2 separate regions of the Mus musculus genome follow, and region 2 is linked to region 1. Evidence: chromatin contacts called from public HiChIP or PLAC-seq data. All regions are on one chromosome and are shown on one strand. Each heading gives the region's core, a stretch centred on a gene start, on an enhancer-like site or on the middle of the called end of the contact. The rest is flanking DNA. Distances are from core to core; before and after follow the strand shown. Region 1 overlaps Enah (ENAH actin regulator). Region 2 holds the start of Srp9 (signal recognition particle 9).

What was found. HiChIP or PLAC-seq counts read pairs in DNA pulled down with a chosen protein or histone mark.
Region 2: a contact with region 1 is called in an H3K27ac HiChIP or PLAC-seq map of epiblast stem cells. The contact joins the promoter of Srp9 here to the enhancer-like site in region 1. A contact is called at or near these places in 4 of 39 promoter capture datasets (the 3T3-L1 cell line, embryonic stem cells, hippocampal neurons and 1 more), 6 of 484 Hi-C or Micro-C datasets (the N1E-115 cell line, cerebral cortex, embryonic fibroblasts and 3 more), 17 of 115 datasets of contacts at active chromatin or transcription factors (the SCID.adh cell line, bone marrow-derived macrophages, cardiomyocytes and 5 more) and 4 of 9 other capture datasets (adipose tissue, embryonic stem cells, liver and 1 more).

What each region holds. Positions count from the first base shown.
Region 1 is chr1:181,951,993-181,956,571 of GRCm38.p6, forward strand. It overlaps Enah (ENAH actin regulator), which reads right to left. Exons shown (of 15, transcript NM_010135.3): 3 at 4,402-4,579. Among named protein-coding and RNA genes, the nearest start is that of Enah, 66 kb to the right of the region's middle. Within about 2 kb of position 1,784, at least 6 of the 459 cell types and tissues checked have an H3K27ac peak or open chromatin away from gene starts, as enhancers often do. A contact at or near this core is called in epiblast stem cells, where this site is marked.
Region 2 is chr1:182,122,545-182,127,123 of GRCm38.p6, forward strand. It overlaps Srp9 (signal recognition particle 9), which reads left to right and starts at 2,193. Exons shown (of 3, transcript NM_012058.3): 1 at 2,193-2,431. The coding sequence starts at 2,360. It overlaps Gm33725 (a long non-coding RNA gene), which reads right to left and starts at 2,222. Exons shown (of 3, transcript XR_373761.4): 1 at 1,889-2,222.

The sequences.
Region 1 (4,579 bases), core at 534-3,033:
TTTCTTTAAAATGAATTTAAAGACATATTTCCTATTTTCAAACAATTTAAACCATGTACAAAAATGCAACAAGGCTGTGCAAATTCACCTCAACCAGCCATCAACAGGACTGGCATTGTAGCTTACATAAGCCACAGCTATTATCTACAAAAGCCTATAAATATACTTGATAAGCAAATATAGAAATAAAGATTGTTGTTTGGTCTATAGAATACATTAATTTAAACTGAGACAACTTCCATAGGTGAGAAGGAAAGTTATACTGTAGCATTTGGTATAAAAGCAGGAGCACTAATTCATCGCCTTTAAAAAAAATGATAGAACATGTGATTCCTGTTTTTTTTTTAAATTCCAAATATAACACACTGTATTTAGCACCTCCTGTACTTTCCAGTATATTAGATAATTGCATACCATGTTAAAAACAAAATAAAGGAAAACATTCCTGCCACCCACCTTTTCATAAAAAAACTGAAAATATGAAACACACACATATATGCAAGTACAGCTTGTAAAGGTTAGAATGACGAGTCCAAAACACTGCATTCTTTTTCTTTAAAAAAAAAAAATAAATAAAAAAAAAAAGAGGGCTTTGAAAAATGGCAGCCAAAAAGGGAGAAAGAACTGTAGAATCACTGGCTCAAGCAGAAGAGAGCACAGAGCTAAACCATGCGGTGGAGAGCTATGCAGACCCTCAGTGGCTGTGATCCCTGCCCCACATTAATCAGAGGACATCCCCTTGCCACCTCTTCCGGACTTTTGGTCCATTTGTACTGAGCTGCAGAAAGATTCTGTTTGAACGAAGATGTCCATGACCTTTAAGTCTGAGAATCACTAAGGATTTACTGATAATGGTAATGGCAGATCCTCAAGTTAACAGTATACATAAGAAAAATAAGACCAGTAACAGTGAGTATGGGGCATGGCTTTATAAAGTGGTAAACCAGGCTGAGGATGTAGTTGGTGGTAGAGTGCTTGCCCAGCATGTGCAAGGCCCTGGATTCAGTTCAACTCCTAGCACCAAGGAAGGAAGGAAGGAAGGAAGAAAGGAAGGGAGAGCGAGCGAATGAGAAGGAAGAAGGAAAGGCAGAAAGAAGGAAGAAAAATGGCAGTACAAGAGTAAAAACTAAGAGGGTGATAGAGAGCTGGAGAGATGGTTCAGTGGTTAAGAAAACTGACTGCTCTTTCTTTAAGAGGTCCTGAGTTCAATTCCCAGAAACCACATGGTGGCTCACAACCATCTGTAATGAGATCCGATGCCCTCTTCTGGTGTGTCTGAAGCAGCAGTGTGCTCATATAAATAAAAATTAAATAAAAAAAAGAGGGTAATGGAGATTAGTATGGTCAAAGTATATTATGTGTATTATGAAAATATCAACATCACTCAATCCATTATTCGGTACAGTTAATATATACTAATAAAAACTTGAAAGAGACAAAAATCTGTGAATCAGGCAGATGGATGTACATAACAGCTCTACCTTCATGAATATATTTGTTCTTTTGCTTCTGGTCAAGTGTGTTGGGCTACTGTTTGCAAAAGAGTCAAGCTTTCCAAAAGCTTGCATACAGAAGATGATTTTAAAAATTACACACACAGGCACACAGACACACACACATATGGCTGTGAACTAAAAGCAAATTGCTTTGGCAAGGAAAGACAAGACCATGATAGTATTCAGAATTACTGAGTGTGTTTGATTAGGTGGATGGGAGGGGTCAGCACAACAACAATAGGTACAGGACAAACCACCCCTACAGTGAGAATCTGAATAAGAAAGGCATCCCTTCCCAAGGAGGACTCTCCAGGTCCTTTTCCTTGAGACAGGGGCTCCTGTAGCTCTGGCTGGCCTTGAAGTCACAGAGACCCACCTTCTTTGGCCTAGCAAGTGCTGGGATTAAAGGCATACACCACCAGATGACAATTAAGGAATTTTTTTTTAAGATTTATTTATTTTATGTATAGGAGTGCTCTGTCAGTATATATGCCTGCATGCCAGATGAGGGCATCAGATTCCAGTATTATAAACTACCATGTGGTCGTTGGAAGAGACAGTGCTCTTAACTACTGAGCCATCTCTCCAGGCACTCACTAGATTCTTAAAAAAATTTCCCCATATTTCTGCTTCAAAGACAATGTCATCAAAATTCAGGTATTTACAAAGGAAAGTAATTCCGTAAATAAATACATCATGCTATGTACAAATGAACTATTTTAATGCTTTGTTTTTTGAATGAACAAAATAGAACCAAGAACTTCGCTGCCAGTGACTTACTTGGTCCATGACAAAGATAACTAACTTCAACCATTTTGTACACTACAATTGAAAACATGAAAGAGAAGAGACAATGTATTGTCAAACTTACCCATAACAATAATCCTATATACTGTACACACCAAAAATGCTTCTATAGCAAATAAAACCATTAATTTTCACTTGTAAAACTTTATGAGTCAAAACTATTTTTTAATGTTTATTATTCTGTAAAAGAATGTAGTTTGAGTCTCTTCATGAAGACTGAATTTCAAACAATCAGGATCAGAATAAAACAAGTTATTGGGCATTGGCATTTGGCAAACAAACTAATATTATTCACTGGTAAGAACAATAGTTTCAACTTGGTAATAACAAGACAAAACCACCATTAACAATAATTTGAACTATGCTAAGTGACATTTAGTTCTAAACTGTATCCCCATTTGAAAACTGAGAAATGAAAATGGTCATAGGTTCCAAACACAGGAACAGAAGCTGCTACACACACACACACACACACACACACACACACACACACACACACACACACGCTTTAAATTACGTAACTGGCCTATTTAAGATACAGGAATTATGATTCTCGCTTGTCTCCTAATTATTACAGTGTAAACTATTCCTATAACATATGCTAATAAAGTCCTATGCTGACAAAGACAGTATAGTTATTAGGAGAAATGATTTACAGGAGACCAGACTTCGCCATCTTGAAGAGGCAAACCAAAGTAAGTCCCAGCAGCTTATTTACTCAAAGGAGATCCAATGAAAACAAATATGTTCCTTACAGATGTTAATTCCCCCTAAAGAAAACTTCATATAAAACAGATAGAGGTACAATGGCACACAGAACCTTCTGCAAGATCTCAAAATGCCTATTCCTCTAAAATTCATTTTTAAAACAGGCAAAGGAGTTAAGATACCTTGAACCTTTCATGCTTCAGAGTAAGATCTATAAATATACCATTTATTATGGATTTTTAGAATTCTATATCATCAAAAAAATATCAATATTTTATCTGGCTGTAATACTCCTCATTAAGCTATATGTGTTTTACACGGAACATTTATATCAATAAAATCACTACCAAACATACAACACAGGAAGGAGTAACTACATTTGTATTTTTTTCATATATAACATTTTCTGATCATAAAATTTATTGCTAATGAGAACCATACATTTGTGTATTTCTTTTTCTGTTTCTTAAACCAAAACAAAATTTAGTATATCTCTGATAATAAGGTTTTGAATACTTGAGCTTTTCAAAGTGAATTATTTCTATTCTTCCTTCTTAGCAACATATAGTTTTAAGAATCCAATTATGGCTTGGACGATGAGGGTGTGCCTCAAATCTTATCAACCTGTGGGTCGCAACTACTTTGGGGGTTGAGGGATTCAACAAAGACCATCAGAAAACACAGATATTTATAGTACAATTTATAACAATAGCAAAATTGCAGTTATGGAATCATTGCATTAGAGCCAAGCATCAGGAGATCATACTCTCAATATAAGTCCCTAGGCTCAGTGGTGGCTTGAAAAGTACATTTTAGAAACCTATGTACTTCTTGATAAAAGGCGAATAATAAAAGGCATAAGAAAATGATTGAAGTTTCAGCTACTTTGGAAAGCAGAAGGCAGGAGGATTGCCTGAAATGAAGAATTTGAGGCTAGCCTGAGCAACACAGAGACCTGGTAGTTTTTACAGCAGGACAAACTAATCTAGATAATTCAAATGAGGCTTTAAAAAAAACTAGACTAATTAAACTCATAGCATTATGCTTCTAGACTATGCTGCTGCTTCTTCTTCTTTTCTTCCTCTCCTCTTTTATTTTTTATTTTTTCCCTTTTTGAGACAGGGTTTCTCTAGATAGCCCTGGCTGGCCTCAAACTCACAGACCCACCTGCCTCTGATTCAAAAATTCTGGGATTAAAGGTATGCGCCACCATGCCCAGATAGACTATAGTTTTAACACAAACAAGTAAGAAAGAGTTCACATTTTTCTAGAAAGTAACAGGAACTATTTAAAATATATATATATGACTTAAAAGCTGAGGAGAAAGTTTTGCTTTAACATATACATAGCATTTCCACTGCAGAGTACTGGGAAAGCACAGACACTTTACCTGCTTCCTGTGAATTTAACACTTCTAAGGCATGCATCATGGCACTTGCGAAGACATTGGCATCCTCTTTGCTGCCAAAGTTGAGACCATACACCTGTCTAGCATCCCTCCATTGGTGGAAAGTCTGTGTAGCTTGATTGTACTTCAGCCCTTTAGGAATGGCACAGTTTATCACAAC
Region 2 (4,579 bases), core at 943-3,442, 170 kb after region 1:
CCTGGGAACTTGAGCTGTAAAGCCCTAATGTTTGAGCAGACCTTCAAGCATCCCCCGGGAGGCTGACTTCAGAGTCCCTTTGTTTCACCCCCTTTAAAAAAAATCAAAATAATTGCTATCTATTTAGCCCAGGTACCATGATGGCCTCTTGCTAGGACTGCCATCATTCTTGTTTCTTTCTTCCTTTCTTTTCTTTGCTTATTTCTTTTTTTAAAAAGATTTATTTAGGGGGGCTGGTGAGATGGCTCAGTGGGTAAGAGCACCCGACTGTTCTTTCGAAGATCCGGAGTTCAAATCCCAGCAACCACATGGTGGCTCACAACCATGTGTAAGGAGTGTCTGAAGACAGCTACAGTGTACTTACATATAATAAATAAATAAATCTTAAAAAAAAAGGACTGAAGGTTTGTCCCAGAGACTGCTCAATGTTTAAAAAAAAAAAGATTTATTTATTTATTTATTTATTTATTTATTTATTATGAGTATGCTGTTGCTGTCTTGAGACACACCGGAGGAGGGCATCGGATCTAATTACAGGTGGTTGTAAGGCACCATGTGGTTGCTGGGATTTGAACTCAGGACCTTTGGAAGAGTAGTCGGTGCTCTTAACTGCTGAGGCATCTCTCCAGCCCTGCTTGTTTATTTCTAAGTAGCCCAGTTTGGCCTTGGACTAAATAGCTGGGACTTTCCGCAAACTCATGACATAAAAAAAGAAAAAGAAAGAGCAAAAGAAAAAAAGGAAGGAAGGAAAGAAGGAAGAAAAGAGAAAGAAAATGAATGAAAGGAAAGAAAAGAGAAAAAATGAAAGAAAGAAAAAGAAAGAGAAAGAAGGAAAAAGAAAAGAAGTCGGGCAGGGGTGGCGCACGCCTTTAATCCCAGCACTTGGGAGGCAGAGGCAGGCGGATTTCTGAGTTCAAGGCCAGCCTGGTCTACAGAGAGAGTTCCAGGACAGCCAGGGATACACAGAAAAACCCTGTCTTGAAAAACAAACAAACAAACAAACAAACAAAGAAGAAAGAAAGAAAAAGAAAAGAAAAAGATAGGGAAGAGGAAGGCAAGATGGGGAGGAGAATGTGGCTAAGTTCAGTGGCAGAGACCTTGTCTAGAATGCACAATCCTTAGCACTGAAAACCCAAAACAATACAAGACAAAACAAAACAAAAAACCCAACAAAACTGTTTAAAGCTGATCAATGGGGGCTGGTGAGAGGGCTCAGGGTTAAGAGCACTGACTGCTCTTCCAGAGGTCATGAATGAGTTCAAATCCCAGCAACCACATGGTGGCTCACAACCATCTGTAATGAGAAACAAAAAATAAAAACAACAACAGCAACAACAACAACAAACCTTTGGGCCCGGATTGAGGAGGGGCAGAGCAAGATGGAGAAGGGAAGGGGGAAAAAGCAGCTCAATGGACAGGGGGATGTAATTTTTAGTAAGAGTAAACATTCGTGGGGCCAGGAGTGAAGACAGAGGAAATGAATTACAAGGAGGCATGAAGAAATTTCTAGAGGTGAAAAATACCCCCATATATTGATTATGACATTAGGCAAGTAGGTATATGCTCTGTGGCTGTGTGACGTGTGTGTATATGTATTTTTTTCAGAATCCATGATCGTATATTCTCAAAGCCGATGTTTACTGCACACATAAACTATATACCCCAATAAAATTTCTTTTAAAAGCTGTCCTGTGTCACACTCTGCCTGAGGGAAAGACTCAAATTTCGTATCCTAGCAGATGCCACAGTGTAGCTTCCTTCTCTCTGTGCTTCTTCTCTTCCTCCATTCCCTTGAACACTACTGTTCCTCTTAAGTACACGTACACTGCAGATCTTAAATGTGCCTAGAGGTCTCGCCCTTCTCTACTCCCTATTCAGTTTGTCTCACCTCTGGGAGCCTTGCTCCTTTTTGTTCCACTGACCCGATACAAAAGTCTACCACAGAAAGTTTTTGGTTGCGCGTCCGTTATGTCTCCCCAACTCCTTGATTAGGCTTTGAGTGTGACAGCTGCGCCTTGTCATCACCACGACTGTGACTTGGGTACCAGGTCACAGAGCTCCTTAGTCTTTGGAAAGGCAGCACAGGCACTATCCCCTCCAGCCCTGCAGGCGGCGCTGTGGCAGCCGCCCTCTCCTCTCCCGACCTCTCAGAGCGGAGGCCCCGCCCCCCGACATCACGCCTCCTGCCCATTGGACAGGCGCGCGGCCGAGGCTGGCCAATGGCGTGAGCGCTCGTGAGCCTCCGTCTTTGCGCCGCCGGAGTGCAGCGCTGTGGGCGGTTGCGGGAGAGCGGCGGGCCGCCGGGGCGACAGCGCCGTGACTCGCTTCGCGGCCTTGTTCCTCGCTGCCTGAAGCCACGATGCCTCAGTTCCAGACCTGGGAGGAGTTCAGCCGGGCGGCCGAGAAGCTCTACCTGGCGGACCCCATGAAGGTGAGTCGCTGCAGGGACCGCCCTGGGGCCCGGGGCTTCTCTACCCTTGGCGCGGCCTGAGCACGCCCAGGAAACAGTCGGCCCACCCGGTGCCACTGTCCCTTCGTCTGCTTCCGACTGACCCGGAGACCCAGTGACCCAGCGAGGCGACCCCAGCAGCTACAGGCAGGGCGGTTTCCGCAGCGCCGGACCCCACAGCGGCCTGCACCCGGGGGAGCTCCTAACTTCCGCTCGGGATCTGGTTGGTTTACGTGTCGCTGAGTGGGCTCCTCCCCCTGCACCGTCGCTTTCCTGTCCGTCGCTTAGTTTAGTGCCCCTTTCCTTTCCTACCCAGACCCGAGAGTACCAGCTTATAAAATGGTGCTACTGTACGTCCCAGTTAGGAAGCACCTGCTCTACTTTTTTTTTTTTTTTTTTGGATAGTGGGGATTTTTAGTCTTTTCCTGGACCAGTTGAAACATGGAGACTGTTTGCACTCTCACGTTAGACATAAATGTTTGCAAGCGGTTTCATTCCCCAAAGCAAACTACCCAGTCCCATCTCAGCAGTTCAGAACAAGTTCCGGGAGGGGGACACAAAGGTCAGCTTCATCATTCCTTAAAGGATTGTTGAAGGTATGGTAGACGCATGTTTTATGAATATACACGTTAAGGAAAAAGAAAACAAAAACAAAAAAACCGATGAGCAGCTAACAATCTCAAGAACCCGGGCTCAGTGCATAACACGAACTCTGTGTGTGTGTGTGTGTATCATAATGAGACTGCAGAGACACTCAGCATGCAGAACTCACTTAAGGATGGAAAGAGGGAATCTACTCCTTAAATTTGCCCTCTGACCACACATCTCTCACACTAACATGTACACACACAGACACACACATGTAAGTAAAAATCAAAAATATATTGGTACTGGCAGCTTGCGGTGGCAGTACTTACTACAGGATTTTACAGGGAGCATCTTTTACTTTTGGTTGTGAGCATAGCCTTTAGCAGCTAAGCCATCTCTCCAAGCCCACAGGAAGCATCTTTTAAGAAGGTCAGTCCATTAATTCTTACGTATGTCAGTGTTTGCTTGTGCACATGGGGTGCCTGCCCTGCTGGGGTCAGAAGAGGGCATTGAATCCCCGGGAAATGGAGTTAGGCATGGGTGTGAGCCACCTTGTGGGTGCTGGGAGCCAAATCTGTGTCTACCTGCATTAGAACCACAGGAAGACCAGAGTAGACAGTAGAACATTCGGAACCATCCTTGTGTATTTTTAAGCTCCTATCTTCTCATGCGTCCTAGATGGGCCTCATTAATGTCCTGTGGAGATGAGAGTGATCTTGAACTCTGGGTGTTAGCTCCCCCGGCCCTTCTTTTTATTTCTCAGGAACTCAGAGATCCGCCTGCCTCTGCCTCCCGAGTGCTGGGATTAAAGGCGTGTGCCACCACACCCGGCTGCAGGCTCCCTTTTTAAGGCAACATTTAAAACTAATGATCTTATTAAAGTGATAATAAATGGCTAGGTAGATTAGGTATTTTTGAAATTGTGTAGTTTGTGACAGTGGTGGCTTCTTGTATGTACTTTCATGTGGTTCATTTCCTCAGTTGGGCAGTGTGCTGTAAGGTGGTATAAGGTTTGTCCAGAAGGGCCTGATACTGACAACAGTATACAGTGTCTGCATTTAGTAAAGAGACTGTAGATACACCAGCACACATTGAGTGACTATTTGAAGATGTAGTTGCGGGGCCAGTGAAAGTAGAAGTGTCAGGGAGTTGTGATGAGAAGGAGACACAGAGGAGGAGCTGGCCAGATCTGTCCAGGAGAAAATCCTTGTGGCCTCCAAACTTAAGTATAAACCCTGGATCTGAACTCCAGTCCATTCTGGTCCTCGTAGGGCTAACGAAGACAGTTTGTTGGTCTCTAGGATTTGTGTGCGGGAATTCTGCTTTCTGTACCCAGCACATTCAGTGTGGAACCAATGTACCTTTTCACCCTTTACTCTTCCCTTTATGGCTTGAACTGAAATGCTGTTGCTGGTGAGCTGAAAGAGCCCGTGGTTGCTCTGTCTTCCTTTTAGTCCCTCCCTTACGTTTCTGCTACCGTGGTCTGAGAATACCGACACTGCCGTGTCCTCTGCTTAAAACCAGTTCTTCATTGATTACTGA